Regions from separate parts of the Sus scrofa genome. Here region 2 is linked to region 1. The links are chromatin contacts, called in public Hi-C maps. All regions are on one chromosome and are shown on one strand. Each heading gives the region's core, a stretch centred on a gene start, on an enhancer-like site or on the middle of the called end of the contact. The rest is flanking DNA. Distances are from core to core; before and after follow the strand shown. Region 1 holds the start of SHMT1 (serine hydroxymethyltransferase, cytosolic). Region 2 holds the start of LLGL1 (lethal(2) giant larvae protein homolog 1).

What was found. Hi-C and Micro-C count contacts between places; a contact is called where the count stands out from the background.
Region 2: a contact with region 1 is called in a Hi-C map of subcutaneous adipose tissue, with 1.9 times the contacts expected there. The contact joins the promoter of LLGL1 here to the promoter of SHMT1 in region 1. A contact is called at or near these places in 5 of 47 Hi-C or Micro-C datasets (blood, embryonic fibroblasts, mesenteric adipose tissue and 2 more) and 2 of 2 datasets of contacts at active chromatin or transcription factors (alveolar macrophages and skeletal muscle).

The regions. Positions count from the first base shown.
Region 1 is chr12:60,412,555-60,417,447 of Sscrofa11.1, forward strand. It overlaps SHMT1 (serine hydroxymethyltransferase, cytosolic), which reads left to right and starts at 1,867. Exons shown (of 15, transcript XM_021067992.1): 1 at 1,867-2,098; 2 at 3,266-3,418; 3 at 3,926-4,093.
Region 2 is chr12:60,498,171-60,503,063 of Sscrofa11.1, forward strand. It overlaps LLGL1 (lethal(2) giant larvae protein homolog 1), which reads right to left and starts at 2,253. Exons shown (of 24, transcript XM_021067985.1): 1 at 2,111-2,253. The coding sequence starts at 2,191. LOC110256131 (a long non-coding RNA gene) reads right to left here and starts at 4,832. Exons shown (of 2, transcript XR_002337407.1): 1 at 4,029-4,832; 2 at 3,134-3,756.

The sequences.
Region 1 (4,893 bases), core at 617-3,116:
TGGTCATTTGTGTCCTTCAAGGAATTTGTCCGTTTCATTTCAACTCCCTTATTATTGTTTAATGCTTGCTTGATTTATACTGATAGCTCCTTTTGCCATTCCTGCTATTGGTAATTTGTGTCTTCTCTCTCTTTTTTTTTTTTTTTTTTTTGGTCTTTTTGACTTTTCTAGGGCCACTCCTGCGACATATGGAGGTTCCCAGGCTAGGGGTCGAATCGGAGCTGTAGCTGCCGGCCTACGCCAGAGCCACAGCAACGCGGGATCCGAACCACGTCTGCGACCTACACCACAGCTCACGGCAACGCCGGATCGTTAACCCACTGAGCAAGGCCAGGGATCGAACCCGCAACCTCATGGTTCCTAGTTAGATTCGTTAACCACTGCGCCACGATGGGAACTCCTTCTCTCTTATTTTCTTGCTTATTCTGGCTAGAGGTTCATTCGTCTTGATTTCTCCGCAGCTTTGATTGCGTTTCCTTCTCTTCTCCTTTACATGGTTGAGCGCAATTATAAAAGTTGGATTAGGAGTTCCCGTCATGGCGCAGCAGAAGTGAATCTGACTTGGAACCATGGGGTTGTGGGTTCAATCCCTGGCCTTGCTCAGTGGCTGAAGGATCCGGCGTAGCTGTGGCTGTGGTGTAGGCCGGCGGCTGTAGCTCTGATTATACCCCTAACCTGGGAACCTCCATATGCCTTGGGTGTGGTCCTAAAAAGAAAAAAAAAGAAAAAGAAAAAGAAAAGAAAGTGGAATTAATATCCTAGTGTGCTAGTTTCCGCACCTCTGTCATCTCTGCCTGTTTCTATTATTGATGATTTTTCCTTTTGTGGGGCCCATTTTTCGGCTTCTTGGCACGCTTACTAATTTTTCATTGAACACAGGACATGGGATGTGATTTGCTGAGTATTTGAACTTTGTGGTCCCCTTTAAAGGGTGTTGGACTTTGCTCTGCTCAGCAGTTACTTGTGGTCAAACTCATGTTTGATCTCTTGGAGGCTTTTAGAAATAGTTTATCTCAGGAGTTCTTGTCGTGGCTCAGTGGCAACATACCTGGCTAGTATCCATGAGGTCGCAGGTTCGATCCCTGGCCTCCCTCAGTGGGTTCAGGATCCAGCGCTGCTGGGAGCTGTGGTGCAGGTTGCAGACGCAGCTCAGATCTGGCATTGCTGTAGCTGTGGTGTAGGCCGGAAGCTCCAGCTCCAGTTCGACTCCTACCCTGGGAATTTCTGTAGGCCGTGCATATGGCTCTAAAAAGACCAAAAAAAAAAAAAAAAAAGTTTGTTTCAAAATAATGATGAAATTAGATAGTGCAGAGAGGGCCTGTGAGTCCTTTACCCAATTTGCCCCGCGCCTACGTCTTTCCTAACTATCCTACGGTATCAAACTCAGGAAATGTATACAATGCGTGTAGCAGCTCCTGCTGGGGCACACTGGGTTAATGATCTGGCTGGTCTCTGAGCGGGTGCCATCCCCAGCCTGGTGCCGTGGGTTAAGGATCCAGCATTGCTGCCGTTGGGGTGTAGCTCACGGCTCCAGCTTGGATTCCATCTCCAGCCTGGGAGTTTCCATGCGCCCTGGGGGCCGTGGAAAAAGAAATAACATGAACTAAAATAGATAAATAAAACTAAATAGTGTCTATTTCTAAGTCCTTTTAGCACGTGTCTGGAGTCACAAGCAGTGGCTTCTCGTGTCCAGGGTTTTCCTCTCCATGGCAGCCCCAGCGGCCCTAACGTCGGGACTGGAAGGCTGCGGGGAGAAACAAGGCATGGTTTCACGTGGCCTGTCGCTCTGAGCGGCACAGAGAAGTCTCGCGCCATCTCGCCCGGGGCCATGAATGATCCGTTTGTCTGGCTCCGTCCACCTGTTCGGGGCCGAGTTGCCCCGTCTGTTATCAGATCAGCTGCGGCAGCGTTGCAGAGCTTGTGCTCAAGGGACCCCTGTTCTGCTGAATAATTGTCCGAAGGTGCAGGTGCCGTGGCGCGGGCAGTGGGGACTTGCCAAGGGGGGAGACCGGCGGGGCTGCCTTTAAGCAAGAAGGGGAACGTTCTCCCCTCAGTACGGAAAGAGACGAGGTGTGTGCTGACGTGGCTGAGACCTAAGGTAAGAAGAACCCTTTCAAGTGAGCTTCAGTGGACATACAATGTTGCAGGTTTCGGGGTACCTGGGAGTGATCCACGATTTTTACAGGTTATACTGCACTTACAGTTATTATAAAATACTGGTTATATTCCTGTGCCATACAATATATCCTTGCAGCTGATGTATTTTATACATAGCAGGTTGCATCTCTTAACGCCCTACCCTTCCCTCTTCTCACTAGTTTCTTCTTTGAATCTATCAGTCCCCCCCTCCTTTTTTTTTTTTTTTTTTTTTTTTTTTTTTTGCTTTTTAGGGCTGCACCTGTGGCCTATGGAGGTTCCCAGGCTAGGGGTTGAATCAGCGCTACTTCTGACAGCCTACGCCACAGACACAGCAATGCAGGATCCAAGCCACATCTGCGACCTACACCACAGTTCGCAGCAACGCCGGATTGTTAACCCACTGAGTGAGGCCAGAGATGGAACTCTCCATCTCATTGTTCCTAGTCGGATTCGCCTCCGCTGAGCCACGACGGGCACTCCTCCTGTTGAATTTTATGTAATCTTGATGTGAATACTTTTTCAGACACACGGTTTGCAAATATGTTCTCCTGCTATGTAGCTTTACCTCTTCATCCTCTTAACAGTCTCGAATAAAGTAAATCTGGGTTGCCCTCCCCTTCCTCACAAGTCTGGGCCCTGTGCTGCTTGTGTCAAGTCTGCAAGGAGCTCTTGGATAAGGTTGTTTTTGTTTGTTTTGCTGATTTTTTTTTTTTTTTTTGCTTTTTAGGATCGCAGCATATGGATGTTCCCAGGCTAGGGGTTGAATTGGAACGACAGCTGCTGGCCTGCGCCACAGCCACAGCAATGCCATCCCCAAGCTGCGTCTGTGACCGACACCGCAGCTCATGCCAACGCTGGATCCTTAACCCACTGAGCGAGGCCAGGGATCGAACCCACAACCTCATGGTTCCTGGTCGGGTGCGTTTCTGCTGTGCCCCCACAGGAACCCCTCTTGGAGAAGTTTTGCCCCGTTTCTTGGTTGTTTATCTGGGAAGGTTAAGTCCAGTCTGTCATCCGCCTGGAAGAGGGTGTCTGCTTTGTATCTTTAACACACTTTTACACGGCAACACAGGAAGTGATAACAGTGGCGTTTCAAGTTCCTTTTTTTTTTTTTTTTTTTTTAAAGTGTTGCTGACTAGGGAAGAAAGAGAGGCAGAGGCAGAGGCAGCCTGATGGCAGGGATGACAGAGCGGATGGGGCTCCAGCTGTCTGTCCACCTCCCTGCTCCCGCCCCCCCTGGAGAAATCAGAGCCGTGAGGTGGCTGTGACCCTCGCTCAGGCAGGTTCCTTGTCCCCCTCGGGCAGAGTCAGTGGGTCTCTTCTCTGCCACCACCCCCCCCCCGCCAGGATTTGTCTCTCCTTCTCCCCTCTCTGTGACACTTCCCCCAGAGGGTCAGCTCGGCCTGGGAGTGGACGAGCTGGTCCCTGGGAATGTGGGGGAGAACGAAGGCCGTGGATGGTGTGTCTGGAGAGCCCAACACCTGGAGGAAGGCAGAGGACGAGTGAGCAGGGCCCAAAGTGGACTTGAGAAGAGCTCAGAGAGGTCGAGCGACTTACTCAGGGCTGCCCAGCACATTCACTTTGCATACCTCTGCGTGCCTTTGTGGCAGAATCAACCGACTGGTTTGCCGTCCTCGTCTGCCCCTGACCCGTGTGCCTCTTCTAATGAGTTAGCATCCGCCCCCCACATGTGTTCACGTGGGGAGCATAGCAGCCGTGGGCCAGGGAGTATTTCAGCCTCCTCACCCCGTATTGGCTGCAGCTCCATCTCCCCCTCCCTTTACAGTGGCAGGAAGAGGCGGCAGAGCAACAGGCAGAGAGAAGAAAGGTGTTGGTCCCTGAGAGTGGAGCCGCTCGGAAGCTCTTCACAGAACAGATGGTCTGAGTGGCGGAGGAGGGGCCCCGGGGTGACAGGGCCTTCCTTTCCTTGAGGTTCATCGGTGAAAGGACCCGGGTGAGCCGATGGCTTCCCACCCACCCTGCCCCGCCCAAGGCTCTAGAATGAGAGACTCTGGGGGTTCCCTGAAGACTTAGCAGGGAAGGATCCGGCGTTGTCTCTGCTGTGGCTCAGGTCACTGCTGTGGCCTTGGCTCAGTCCCTGGCCCAGGAACTTCCACATGCTGTGCGCGTGGCCAAAAAGTAAATAAAATCAGAGATTTTTAGGAGCAGCAGGAGGTGGTCTGGAGGGGAAGGAGCCGGACGCCCATTCTCCTGGAAGGGCTCTGCTTCCTGCGCTGCAGGGCTGGCCGGGCCGGGGAGGGACACGTAGAGGCCCCAGGTGGCTCTGGCCAGCCTGGGAGTGGAGAGGGCTGTGCTGGGAAAGGCAGTCCCATGTGCTGACACAGCCTGGTGGGGCACCGAGGAGGGCACAGGGAGATGAGCATCACAAAGCCCAGCAGGGTGGTGGGAGGGTGCAGAATGGACACGGCTGAACACCCCCGGGCCCAAGGCCATGGCTGCGCCAGGGATGCCAGGGACATGTGCAGAAGTGGGCACAGGCCCCTCACCCGCCCACGCCCGGGCAGCGCAGAACCCTTGGACTTAGACCCAGCGCCCAGAGCAGTGGAGGAGGCTGCGGCTGACTGAGGCCCAGCTCCAAACCTTCAGCGAGGCGAGCCTTAACCTGAAGTCGGCGTCAAACAAAGCTAAGGCCATGTCTCTGCCCCCGTGTTTGCCGTCTGAGATCCTCCCACACCGCCCCAGCCCCGACATCATCAGATGGCACTTCCTCCGCCCCGACAATGGAGCGCCAGG
Region 2 (4,893 bases), core at 1,003-3,502, 86 kb after region 1:
CCGGCCGGCCGTGTCTGGCTGCCGCTCCTCCGCTCAGGACCCCCCCGGGGCTCCCAGCTCACTTCCAGTCAAAGCCAAGTCCTGGCCCTCGGGCCCCTCCCTGCCCCACGGGTCACTTGGTGGCCATGCACTCCCAGCCCCCGCATCCGCGGGCCTCTGCCTGGATGCCTTCCACCCAGCGTCCCTGTCGCCCCCCAACCACGCCCTCACCTGCCTGAGCTCACCCTTGGAGCCACCCCCGAAGCACGCTGCCTAGTTCCCTCTCTCCTGCCGGCTTCCCACCGTCTTCGCCGGAGTGAGAATTTGTTAAAATGACAAACATGTGGACGTGCCACATGCAACGGGGGGCAGGGCCGGGATGTGCACCCAAGTCTGGGTCCCAAGTCCGGGCTCACTCCTGCCCCCCGTTCCCCGCTTCCCCGACCCCTCGGGAATCTGGGGCCTATGTTCTTTCTTTTTTGTTTCCTTCTTTAGCCTCCCTGGGGTCCACGGAGCTCCTGAGCCAGTGATCAGAGCCAAGCGGCAGCTGCAACCTTTGCCACAGCTGTGGCAACGCCAGACCCTTAAGCCACGGTGCTGAGCCGGGGCCTGAACCTGCATGCTGGTGCTGCAGGGACGCTGCCCCTCTGATTGCGCCAAAGCAGGAACTCCTGGAGCCCATCTTCTAGGCATCAGCCGCCACACCCTCTAGTGACCAAGCCCCCTGCCCAAGATCATGCCCCTCCCACCACTGCTGCCCAGTCAAAATGGGGCCTCACCCTCCTTAGCAGGGAGACCGCAGCTTCTGCCAACCAGGGGCCCAGCCAGGGGGAGCAAGCCTTCCCCCTCCCCGCAGCTGCCTCAGGTCCCCACTTCACACCCCACCTCACGTGCCGAGGAAGTGACACCTTAGCACAACACCTGCCCAAACGCCATCCCTGTCCACACACCCGCACGGCCACTCAGCAAGGGAAGGGGGCCATCCAGGAGCCCCTGGGCACCAGCCCCCGCTCTGGACCCCTGGACCTTGAAGTCTGAGGGTCCTGGCCCCCGCTTCCACCACCTGGGAAACCCTGCCTGGCCCAGAGACGTTCTGCCCCGGCCGCTCCAGGACCAGCCATCCCAGAGCGTCACCTGGACAAGAGTCTCCTCGAAGCTGGCTCAGGACCACAGGAGGCCCTCCCAAAGTCCCTGTCCCTCCAGGCTACGTCAAATCCCACTGACGAGGCCAGGCAAAGACTGAGTGCCTCCGCTTACTCTGACTTTGGGCAGGTGGCCGGCCCTCTCTCAGCCTCAGTTGTCTCACCTGTGTGTTACCAGCCCCAAGAGCCTGGGTAGGGGCTGGGCGACCAGAGGGCTTGGGTGTAATACCCAGGCCACAAGTCACAGCCCTGGGGGAGTTGGCGAGGGGCAGGCCTCTCTCCAGCACACACTAGCGCAGGGGAGGCGGGGCCGAAGGCAGCCCCTTTCGGCGGCCCCTCTTGCCCTACCCAGGAAAGAAAGGAAGGAGCGGCCCGGCCCTCCCCCCCCCTCCGCCTGGGCTCCAGGAGAAGCAGTGGGCCGGATGGCCCGTGTGACACGGAGCCCACAGCAGGGAAGACAGGGGCTCTATCTCCGAGCAAGGGAAACTGAGGCCCCACGAGTTGAACTGCACTTGGCTACACGGCCAGGCATCCCCCCCGGGAGCCCCCGGCGGGGCAGGGCTGGGGGCAGAGCCCAGGGCGGTGGGGGAAGGGAGGAGAGGAACCGGGAAGGGATTTCCCAGCCCCACCCCCCAGCATCTGCCTCCACTCCGCGCCCCTCCCCACCGGCCTGGGGGCGAAAGCAAAACAAACTGGCCCGAGGGCTAACTAAGCAGGGGCGCCGAGGGGCCCCCAGAGAAAGAGATAGACAGTAAGTGGAGCCGGAGCCAGAGTTGAGAGCCGCCAAGAGACACACGGAGGCGGAGAGGCCCGCAGGAAGAGGCCGGCGGAGTTCGAGACGCGGAGACAGAATCAGGGGAGCGGAGGGCAGGGATGGAGGGAGGCTGGCGCGCGGTTCCAGCGGAGCCGGGCGGCCCGGCCGGCGTGCGCCCCCTCCCCCGGCCCGACGTGGCTCCGGCCCGGCCCCCACCCCCGGCCCGCCGTCGCACCTTGTGGAAGGCGAAGAGCTCCTGCTTGAGCTTCTCGCGCTGCGGGTCGGCGCCCTGCCTGCGGAACCGAAACTTCATCATCTTGCGCCCGGCCGCCCGCCGCCGCCCGCAGGATGCGCCGCGCGGCCCCGCCGGTCCTGAGGCGCGGGCGGGCGGGCGCCAGGCGCGGGCGCGGCGGGGCGGGGCCTGCTCGGGGGCGGGCCCGCCCGACGGACGCGCTGTCCGGCCAATGGGCGGCGCGCGGCCCGCCCGGCCCGCCCCTGCCGGTCGCCCAGTGGGCGCCCGCGAGCATGCCCATCGCGCATGCGCCGCGGGAGCGGGGCCTGCCGGGACTCGTAGTCCGTGAGCGGGGCTCCAGCGTGGGCGGCTGGGGAAAAGCCTTGGAAAGGCAAGGCGTGTTTCCCCCCCGCCCCCCTCCCTGGCTCACTGGAGGCCAGTCTCTTCCTGCGACGAGCAAACAACGCGCACACTCAGGTCATGAGGCATCTCCGTCCCAAAAGCCAGGAGAGTTCTGACCGGGGCGAACACAGTGATTGCATAGTCGTGTTACGTTTGGCCACTTTCGCAGGACACCCCTTGGCCCATCCCCCAGTGTGCCAGAGCACCGTCCACGCCATGCTCCCGGTCGGCTGGGTGGTTGGTCGGAAATGCCCTCCTCTGCCCCCAGCCTCTGGGGCACTCCTACACATCCTTCAGGACCCAAAGTAAAAAGCTCTAGTGGCCGCACGGAGGATTCTCAGGAGCGCCATCAGCTCAAGAGACAGAGATGCGGTGGAGAAAAGAGCCCCTTCCTCAGGAGCTGGCACTCGGGACGCTCCTGAGATGGCATCTCGGCTTCTCCGACGAGCAGGGAGGGCCTCCTCGGCTGTGTAGAGAAAGCTGCACTGCCTCCACTCAGAATGACGATCGGGCTGTTCCCATCCAACGTCCAGGCCTCCTTGTCTCATCTGGACAGTGGCCTGGAGACTGAACCTTTCTTTTCAAGGCTGAGAATAGGCTGCCCGAGGCTCAGGGTCCCAGAAGCTTAGGTGGGGCCTGTAGACCAGGCCCAGACCCCCCTAGCTGTGTGAAGGGCGGAGTGCCTGGCTTGTGACCCCAGGCAGCTGCCAAGCCACGGGCTTGGCTGCACCCCTCCACCCACGCCAGCCCTGCTCAGCCCTTCCCTGGGGTTGGAGCTGGATCTGGAAGAGGGCAAGTGGGAAGCAGGGGGCGAGAGGAGCAAAGATGTTAACAGGGCACAAGAGTGTCTGCGAGTGGCAGGCGCCATTCAAAACCCTTTCCTGGTTTCAGCTGATGAAGGCGGAAGCTAAGACAGGTGGGTACAGGCAGGGGGCAGAGCTGGCTGCCCTGAGAGGGGTCAGGCCCCTCGGGCCATGGCCCACTGCACACCCAGCACCGGAGGCCCCACTCTGAGCCCTGGGTTCTGGTCCCTGCCCTGCCCTGCCCCCCCATGGCTGAGTGGCAGGGCCTGAGCCCAGGGCCTCATTTGCCCAATGAAGGCCTCACACAGGGAAGTGTTAGGAAGTTGTTGCTTCGCATCGACTTTAGCGGCTGTGCAGCCTGGAGCAAGGTCCTTGAGCTCTCTGTGCCTCAGTGTCTTCATCTGTAAACATGTGGATGACACCGGTACCTGCCTCCAAGGGTCGCTGTGAAGGTGAAATAAATTAGTCAGTAAATTAGTACTTACAAAGCCCTCAGACCAGGCAGCCAGGAAGTGCCACATTCGAGTCAACTCTTGTGAGTTCTGGCTAATTGCGGTTTGACCTCTGCGCCTCCATCACCCTGGCAAGTCTCTGCCCTTGCTCAGTCTCCATTTCTGTCTTTGAAAGGGGACCAAGGGACCAGGCAGGAAGCCGTCCTGCCTCCCCCACAGCACATCCCCAGCTCACAACCTAGGGGGCCCCGGGCCTGTGATCACCTCGGGCAGCAGGGCCTGCTCGTCGTTCGCAGCAAGGAACGGGCTCAGAGAGCCCAGGCAAGGGCATGAACACGAGGTCTGGGTAATCTCGGGCCCACACCTAGCCTAGAGGTGAGGGGGCAGGAGGGCACCCGAGTCAGCAGCGCCCTTGGGAAGGGAAAGCCATCTCCACCGTGGCCGCCCAGGCCAGCCTCAGGCCAGGGACAGGCTGCTGCGGTCTCGGCATTTCCTGGGTGGGGTGGCCTCCCCCAAGCCCTCCTCCCCCTCTTGGCTACCCCCAGGCCCTAGGCCAGCTCTGAGTGGCGCCCAGTTCTGGCTTCCCGTCCTCAGCTATCCCCTTGCTAGCTGGGTGACCTCAGGCAAGGCACTGGTCCACCTGGGGCCTGTTTCCCCATCTGGAAAATGTAATGAGGACTAAATGGGATGATTGGAAACAGCAGTGGAGCCCAGGACCTGTAGGGCCTGTTTTCCTAGGACTCTGGCTCAGAACTAGCTGCCGCACCAGCTGCACCCAAGGCATATGGAGGTTCCGGGGCCAGGGGTGCAATCTAAGCGGCCGCTGTGGCCTACACCCCAGCAACGCCGGATCCTTCTTCACCCACTGTGCCAGGCTGGGGACCAAACCCGCATCACTGCAGAGACAATGTCAGCTCATTAACCCACTGCACCACAGCGGGAACTCCTGCCTCACCATTCTTCAAACGTACCAGTCAGGTGTCTGTCTCAGGACCTTTGCACCTGCTGTTTCCTTGCTGGGAAGCTTTGCCCCCAGGTTTTCACTTCGCCAAACCCCTCCCTCCTTTGGTCTTGATATTCTTTTTTTTTTTTTTTTTTTTTTTTTTTTTGTCTTTTCTAGGGCTGCAGC